Linked DNA regions of Danio rerio: region 2 is linked to region 1. Evidence: chromatin contacts called from public Hi-C data. All regions are on one chromosome and are shown on one strand. The core of a region is the stretch at or near the end of the contact, and the rest is flanking DNA. Distances in the headings are between cores, read along the strand shown. Region 1 overlaps ret (ret proto-oncogene receptor tyrosine kinase). Region 2 holds the start of si:dkey-192p21.6.

The links. Hi-C and Micro-C count contacts between places; a contact is called where the count stands out from the background.
Region 2: a contact with region 1 is called in a Hi-C map of embryo, with 2.9 times the contacts expected there. The contact joins the promoter of si:dkey-192p21.6 here to the enhancer-like site in region 1. A contact is called at or near these places in 8 of 18 Hi-C or Micro-C datasets (caudal fin, embryo, hematopoietic stem cells and 2 more) and 1 of 4 datasets of contacts at active chromatin or transcription factors (caudal fin).

The regions. Positions count from the first base shown.
Region 1 is chr13:28,818,427-28,822,741 of GRCz12tu, forward strand. It overlaps ret (ret proto-oncogene receptor tyrosine kinase), which reads right to left. Exons shown (of 20, transcript NM_181662.2): 2 at 3,334-3,567; 3 at 1,608-1,901; 4 at 77-315. Among named protein-coding and RNA genes, the nearest start is that of csgalnact2, 21 kb to the left of the region's middle. Within about 2 kb of position 1,750, at least 3 of the 62 cell types and tissues checked have an H3K27ac peak or open chromatin away from gene starts, as enhancers often do.
Region 2 is chr13:28,935,195-28,939,509 of GRCz12tu, forward strand. It overlaps si:dkey-192p21.6, which reads right to left and starts at 2,583. Exons shown (of 18, transcript NM_001145587.1): 1 at 2,502-2,583; 2 at 2,314-2,408; 3 at 1,974-2,095. The coding sequence starts at 2,583. It overlaps pcbd1 (pterin-4 alpha-carbinolamine dehydratase/dimerization cofactor of hepatocyte nuclear factor 1 alpha), which reads left to right and starts at 4,085. Exons shown (of 4, transcript NM_200814.1): 1 at 4,085-4,106. The coding sequence starts at 4,104.

The sequences.
Region 1 (4,315 bases), core at 500-2,999:
AGAAAAGCTTATTAATATACAAGATCAAAAAAGCTAAGAAGATTACACACACACACACACACAAAATAGCACACACCTCACTGCGGTCAAACTCTACTAAGACGTCTTCAGTGTCAGTCCCGTTGACATAAGGAGAATTATCATCTTCATCATAGATGTTCACATGTAAAGATCTGAAGACCTCCTCCAGATTTCTTTCTGTTCGTACCATACAGACTATATCCAGATGATACACTTCCTTCTCCTCGCGGTCCACTTGTGCTGTGACCACTAGTTCAGAAGTGGAGTCGTCGACCGCAAACGGTACAGAAGATCCTGAATTAAATATAAACAAGCACAGACAATCCATCTTAGAGTAGTGACGGGAGAAAATAAGTTTTCCAAATCTTTAAATGACTTAGACCAATTGCTTCATATAATGATTTTGAAGTGTTCAAATGATCACAGACTGAGTAACTCTGCTGGTCAAATCTGTGCAAATACAACAAAAACCCATGTCAAAAATGTATCAAAAACAGCTTTTACAAACACATTTAGCAAAGATTTATTGACTATAATTGATCAAATGCATTTAGCTAACCATCTAACATCATTAAATATACAACAAATCAGCATAATGTGCCTTCTTTTATCAATTTACAATACTTATTTTGTTTGTTGCATGGTGAGCTCTGCTAAACAGCCCAATGTGAAACTATTTTCTACCATTAAATGATTATTTCAGCCAAAAATTACTCATCCTCACGTCATTCTGAGATCTTTATTTATCTTAGGAGCACAAATGATTACATTTTAGATGAAATCCAGGAGCTCTCTCAAACTCCATAGAGGCTGTGAGATGTTCAAAGATGAGAAAAGCAACCAAAAACACTTTCCATGTGACTTCAGTGGTTCAAATATAATAAAAGGAAGCTCTAAGAACCCTTTTGTGTGCCAAAAAGCTGTAAAAAAGGCCTTGTTTGCCTATTTCTTCTGCCTCAGATCATTGTGTGCATTTACTACAGGTATTACAAAACTTTTGACAACACATTCTGCACTGCTGACTTTATAGCAGTACATCATACTGGAAGAGAAACCAAGTTGTTATCACAGTTTTTTTTAGAGCAAAGTTTCCATCCATGGAGCTTTAAATGATTACAATTGAACCACTGAAGCAACATGAAATGTTTGACAATGTATTTGGTTGCTTTTCTAGACTTTGAATATCCCTATTTCTGTTGAATATCTTTTGTTTATTCATTTAAAATACCTTAATTTCTGTCTCTGAAGTTGAATGAAGCTCTTGAGTGATTGGAACGACATCCTTTATTTTACTCATGTCCCATTAAAATGTCTACAAACTTTTATAACTGTTCAAAATTAGATTAAAAACAATGAAGCTTGTATAATTCTTTGGTGCGTGGGGGCAATCTTGATGAACTCAGTGGAGAACCATTGAATTTTCAGAGTTTTGAAATCAAGAAAACTTGTCATTTTGATATGCACACCAAACTAATGATTCAAAACAAAAGATTCACATCATGAAGCAGTTTTTGAAAGCAGCCAGTATCTTGCAGTGCTGTACTAAACAGAAAAGCATTGATATTCACACTGGGCTTAGTCCATACCTGCAACCACTCCATAGCTGATGGTGTAGTTTGGGCAGATGCTCATGTGTGTGAAGCGGCGCAGCTGGCGCAGGGCTCCTGGCTCGCGATTTTCAGTGATGTGGGGGTTGGAGATCTTCTCAGGGAAGCATAATGTGCTGAGCTCGACCTGACCACAGGAGGGCGCTGTGTCATTGATGAACGAAAGTTTGACCTCCACTGTGGGTAGGATGGTGCACATCACTTTCATTGGGGGAGTTGAAGAGACTCCGACCTTCAGGGTGAGATCCTTCGGGGAGCGAACTGAGCCGCTGCCTGGAGGACAGACATTATGACAGGACAGTCATTTATCAAGTCTCCAAAAACACTTATAATAGATAGTGTATGAATATATACACAATGACAATGTCTTACAACAGCACTACACCATTGTATATATATATATGATTTTAACCTTATTTATAATATTTTTATTTATGTTTATTCAGTCATTCATTTTTTTTCGGCTTAGTCTCTTTATTAATCAGAAGGAACCGCCAACTTTTCCAGCATATGTTTTACGCAGCGGATACCCTTCCAGCCGCAACCCAACACTGGGAAACACCCATACACTCTTGCATTCTCACACACACTTCGGCCAATTTAGCTTATTCAATTCACCTGTACCGCATGGACTGTGGGAAATAGGAGCACCAGGAGGAAACGGAGAAATGGCAACTGACCCAGTCAGGGCTCGAACCAGTGACCTTCTTGCAGTGAGGCGATCATGCTAACCACTGCGCCACTGTGTCACCAATTATTTTTAGTAATTAGTAATTTCATAAGTATTTTTTTTACAGTTTGAACTGTCAGTATTCTTTTTACTCAATTTTAATTTAGTTTAGTTTTAGTTATTTGTTTTTTTTAAGTAACAAAATATTTAGGCTTTAATATTAGTTTTAATATTAGTTAATATTAATATTATTTTTATATTAGTTAACTGTATATATAACATACAATATATATAACTAATATAGCCTATATATAAGCATAATAAACTAGTATTAAACTAGTAGTAATCATAAGTATTATTGCTTAAGAGTTGTATAGAATATGCAATAAAAATACTTAATATACCTTGTTAAAAATCTTCATATTTTTTAAAGAATGAATTTAGTAAATTTAGTAGTACATAAAGAAGAACAACTGCACACTAAACAAATAACTGTATAATGATGATGATAATGACGACGATGATGATAATAATAATAATAATAATAATAATAATAGAATTCATTACAGTCGTCTAAACTCTCAGCGCATTTAAAAAAAAATTTGGAAGGGAAAATCATATCCCATATCATAAATCACATACCATAGGGATTTATTTATTTATTATTTTACTTTATAAGTAAATTAAAATTGTATTAAAATAACATAAAATATATGAGTACAATAAAATGATACGAACAATTTAAACCCATAAAATCCAAGAATACCCAGAATATATAAGCAAAATAATGAAGAAAATTACAATGGTTCTTTCTATAAACTAAATATATACTTTTACTAAATGTTTTTTTAAGGTAAGTGATTGCAAACTATGTATATGGGCTGGTTTTAAATGAGCAAATTAAATTTTGTAATGTTCAATTTAATTTGTTTGTTTTTTAAATTCAGCCCATATTAATTGTTTGCAACCACTTACCTTAAAAAACATTTAGTAAATCCAATGAATCATTTCTTTCAGTGGATATGTTGAACTCACGTAAACTACTGAAGTCGCTCCACTCCAGGGTTTTGTTGAGATAAAGAACTCCGGACGCCTCATCTATGTGAAACCATGATGTAAAAGCGTCTCTGTGCGAGCACAGGAAGAAATAAGGCCTCTCTGTAGGGAATTCCCGCATTGAAATGACCTGAAGCAACGGTGATCCCTGCTGCTGACCCACGTAGATGTTCTCTGTGTAAAGCCTTTGAGGAAAATACAGCCCGAATGAACCTGTCCAAAACACACAGCAAATATAACACCACAGAGATTTAATATTTCAGTTTCGGATCCAGACATTGTCACATTTTGGCTGTCCTTTACACACTTTTTACATCCATCACCAATGAAGAAATCGTAGCACTTTCATCATTTTAACAATGGAATAAATGGATATTCTGGGTTCAATACAAGTTCAGACCAAAAGCATTTGAGTCAAAAAAATTTAATCTGACTCCGCAGGACGTTTGCAAGAAAACTGAACCTCAGATGAACATTAAATAGACAAGAACAACTTTAAAGATTAAATAATGCAGAGGACTTGACAAAGGATTTATTGGTTTGAGTAGATTGTTAATATCTATTTTATCCTGTAAATGTCTAATAACAAGTTTTTGACTCTTCTAAAATACTGTAATCTGTTTACAGTTTATTGTTTCTCTTTTATCTGAAAAACAATGCTAAAGTGTTCTGCTTGATATTCTGCTTTGAAAATGTGCGCTACATGCTGGAACGGCTGTCTTTGTTTTGGTTCTTTTAACCCGGCCAATGCCATTTCAACCAATTATATTTCAGCACCGTTGGTTGCCTTGGTGGAAAACCACTTATTTCATTTATCCAGTCAGGAAGGCTCTCAAAGTGTGCATCCGTGACCTAAATGTAACTTCCTGTGGACTGTAGCAGACTCAGATTCAGATTTATACATGAGGTGGTTATTACTTAGCAAATGATATAAATATTATGAACAAACATTAGGTGAGCA
Region 2 (4,315 bases), core at 1,333-3,832, 120 kb after region 1:
CAGCCATTGGAATTGGGAGAGATACTGTGACTTGTCTTAGGAAATCAGACACTCCCCGACAATCCATTTGAAAACGGCCCAAATCTTGATGACTGTTTGAGGCCTAGGTTGTTTGTAAATACAGCTATGGTTTCCTCTGTCCAACATCCCAGCTGGGGTTCTGTGAGATGGCCTGCGGCGCTTTGATGTCTTAATGGTCTTTTTCATCATTATTTCAGTGTCAGCTTGTTAACCCCAAAATGCAGTAGGATCAATGCACGGTGAGATATTCTACAAAGGCCAGCACTAAAGACAGGTCACATTCAAATACATGCTCATAAAGAGTCTCAATGACTGCAAATGCAATCGGATGCTTTAGAGCTCTATAGATAAAGACTTTCTGCACCTGATTTAGAGACAAGGTTATTAAATACACCTTAGTATAAAAAAAATTATTTAAAATAAATTTAACTAAATCACAAGTCAAGGTGGACACTACTAGTTAAATATTTAGAACATTAGGGTTTTGAAATAGTTTTGAAAGAAGTACTTTTGTGCTCCAAAATTGTATTTATCACATCAAAAATACAAAAAAAGCAATGTTGTAAAATATTACTATTATTTAAAATAACTTTGGCAATTCTACTGTATGTGAATAATTTCATTTTATTTGGTATTTTAAACTTTTTTCAGATTTAAAGCTGATTTTCCAGGAGCCATTACTCCAGATTTATTCATCCTTTTGTATGATCAAGAAACAATTCTCATGATATTTTTATTGAAAACAGCTGTGCTGCTTTAAATTTTTGTGAAAGCCATGATATATTAACCATAAAATATATTCAAAAGTAGCAGCCGAAAAAATCTTTTTAACACATTAAACTGATCCAAAGTAACAATTATAGCATTGCAAAACATTTCATTTTGAATAAATTTTGTCATTCAACTATCTTTCATTTTTATTTTAAGTAAAACATGGTTTTAACAAAAATATGAAACAAAACAATAAAAATAAATATCAAACAAAAAAACAACAACAGTTTTCTATATTGAAAATATAAGGAGCGTTATTAACAACTGATAATTAATGATTAGAATGATTTCTGAAGTATCAAGTTACTCTTGTTACATTTAGATTTAAGACTGTATTTATTAAGCATTTACTTTTACATAATGCATCCTAACCCTACATTAAAGCAGATGCTTTTATCCACGAACACACACCCAGAGAAGTTGGGGGTTTGGTGCCTTGTTCAAGAAAATCACCTCAGGTGTGTATGGAGGGTGTTGGATATTCACTTTCCACAACTATGATCATGTCAGTCCCGGGACAAGAACCGGCAACCTTTGGATCACAAGACCAACTCTAAGCATTAAGGCTGCCCCAACACTAAAAACTGGAGTAATAATGCCCAAAATTCAGCTTTGATTCAAATCAATAAATTATATTTATATTTTTCCTAGTTTTGGGCAAAGGTTAATTGTGATTAATCCCATGCAAAATAAAAGTTTGGTTTGACATAATATATATGTGTGTGTTATATATATATATTTATTATGTATATGTGATGCACACTCAGTTAAAATAGGTGGGTTAAAAATAACCCAACAAAGCAACAAATATTTTTTACCTTAACCACTGGGTTAAATAAATAACTCAGGGTTTTTTAGAGTGCTCACATACTGTACAAAGAAACAAAGCTATACAAAACAATTTTGTTACAGATATTTACATGTATTTTTAATATGTAATGTGTATATTTAATGTGTAATTTGTATCATATACATATCTAAATATAAACAAACATATCTCAAACATATGCATGCATGTGTATTTATATATACAAGATTAATATACACATCAAACACACGTTATGTCAAAACACACTTTTATTATGGATGTGAAATTAATTGTAATATATTTTAGCACTATTTTTTTTTCAAAAACAATAACAAATCATAATTCCCAATCTTCAGTTCAGGGTGATTCTTACCTGCAAAGATTGGCGGTTCCAACTATTGATGTGATTTGTAGAGTCAATTTGAATTGTGTGCTTACAATCACAGAAATATTACTCTGCCCAATTCCAAGAGTGGCAAGAGGCTGATAAAGACACTGCAGAAGAATCGGACAGACTTGATTCAACAACATGTAATTAATGTTCATTTAATATAAAAAATTTTTGGCCACTTGGGCAGACACCTGTAAACATTTAATGCACATACTGTATTTTAAATAGAACAGTTTTATATTTGTGTCTCTCTTTTTGGTACGAAAAATGCGTGAAACAATCACATAAGTCACTATGGAGAGAATAAACAATTTTGAAATACCTTATAACAGTAATCCGAGGTGTAGTAAACACTAATGTTGTACGGAAGTTCATTATGGAATTTTATCAGCGCCTCGTCCATTTTCAGCTTGTAAACTGAAAAAGGACAAAACAACTAGTGAAATCACAGTATTCTAACTATGAATACATATTTTAACAACTTTTTATCACACTTACGAAATGACTTACCTTCATGATGTGTCTCACACAGCCCTGCTGGGAGTAAACTTCCTGCTAACAAGAGAACATCGAAGATATTGACTGCCTTCATTGTTAATTCCAAATCTTCTGTTTTACTTTTTACCTCTTTTTGTGCAAATGAAAATAAAGAGAGCTCAAAGATCACTGTACATGTGATTGCAGTGATCTTTGAGATGTGTTGGACATTTTTATTACCATAAGACTCTACATGAAGATTGACCAAAGATTGGCTGGGATTAGTTGCCTGGGAGCAGTCAAAGGAATGTTGGACACAAATAAAATCTGTATGTAAGTGCATTTGAAGATGATACCTCTTACTCATAAATGGCATAAATTATAAAAACACATGATTAAAACAAGTTTTTAGTGTTTAAAAAATTAAACTTGAGAGAAAAAAAATCTTCTTAAACAAAACCATAGGGGGGAAAAGCAAACAAGCAAAAGTGAAAGCAATCGCTTATCATGTTTGTACTCTTTTTATGTTAATTATATTATTTAACTGTGATGCTCTTTTATTACAGTGTGTATAAAAGTGAGTACATCCCTAGCACTTCTAATTCTACGTCTAATTGCTCTTCTAGAGATGAATAAATGTAGATTTAAAAATAAGACCCTGGGTTAATTACTTCACCTAAAGGAATAGTTCAACCAAACAAAAATTTAATTCAAACAAATAAGAAAATAAGGAAATCTGACTCCCATAGTAACGTTAGGCTATTTGATTTTCCAATTGATGTCAATCGTTACAGGTTTTCAACATTCTACAAAATATCTTCTTATGTGTTGTGTTTAACAGAAAATAAAAAAATTAAACTTGTCCAGAACATGAGAGGAGTGACTAAATGGCAAATTTTCTTGGTGAACTATACCCTAATAAGGACTTTTTGACATTTTTATATTAGTTTTTTTTATCTAATGTAAATAAACAACCCTTAATGTACATTTAATTGTGTCACAAATTACCAACTTATCTGCAGATTTCTATTACAATTGTTTTTTTTTCAATTAAGTTACTCAAATAGCTAACGTTATACGAGTGCTGTTATGGCACAGTACATTAAAATATCCTTTCGTATTAATTACGAAAACCTTAGTTATGGCTGATTTCTAAAATGAGATAGTAAGCCCTAAATACAATATTATTAAGTATAATATAATATAATATAAATATAATAAAGTAAATCCTCAATACATTTTGAAGGCAGTATAAGACAAAAAGAAATCACTGTTTTTGTCACCTGACGACCTGCATGAATGCTCGATAAGTTCTACTGCTAAAGTTTGTTCACGGTTTAATTATTATCTCACTGTGTGAAGTCACCCAACTGCATCACAGGCCTCTTCAGTTCAAACACTTCTATTTCGCTCAGGCTTCTGGCAGGGCAGCAGAAACAGGGCCCATAAATTAATATTAAATAGCGCGTCGTGACGTTTCCCGGTGAGCATCCAATCACGCAATGCAGTTAATATTCATAAGACGTTCCTTCACCATAGTAGGAATCGTAAACTCACGCTCTGGCCACAGGTTGAAATCCATTCCAGCCGCTTGACCGAGACAACATCAGCGCTGCGCTCACAGCACCCACAAACATGGTAAGAAAAAACAAATTACATATCTATTGCATTCTTATCGTCCGTACCATTAACAAACTATTTAAAGTCTTTGTCCATACTCTCAACATGCAAGCATGGAATTTCCAAACAACATGCCTCTTTACACTATATTGGGTTGAACAATGTTTATTTATTGTTACTAAAATGTATTTTAAAATATTATATGTATTTTTATAATACTATTTTAT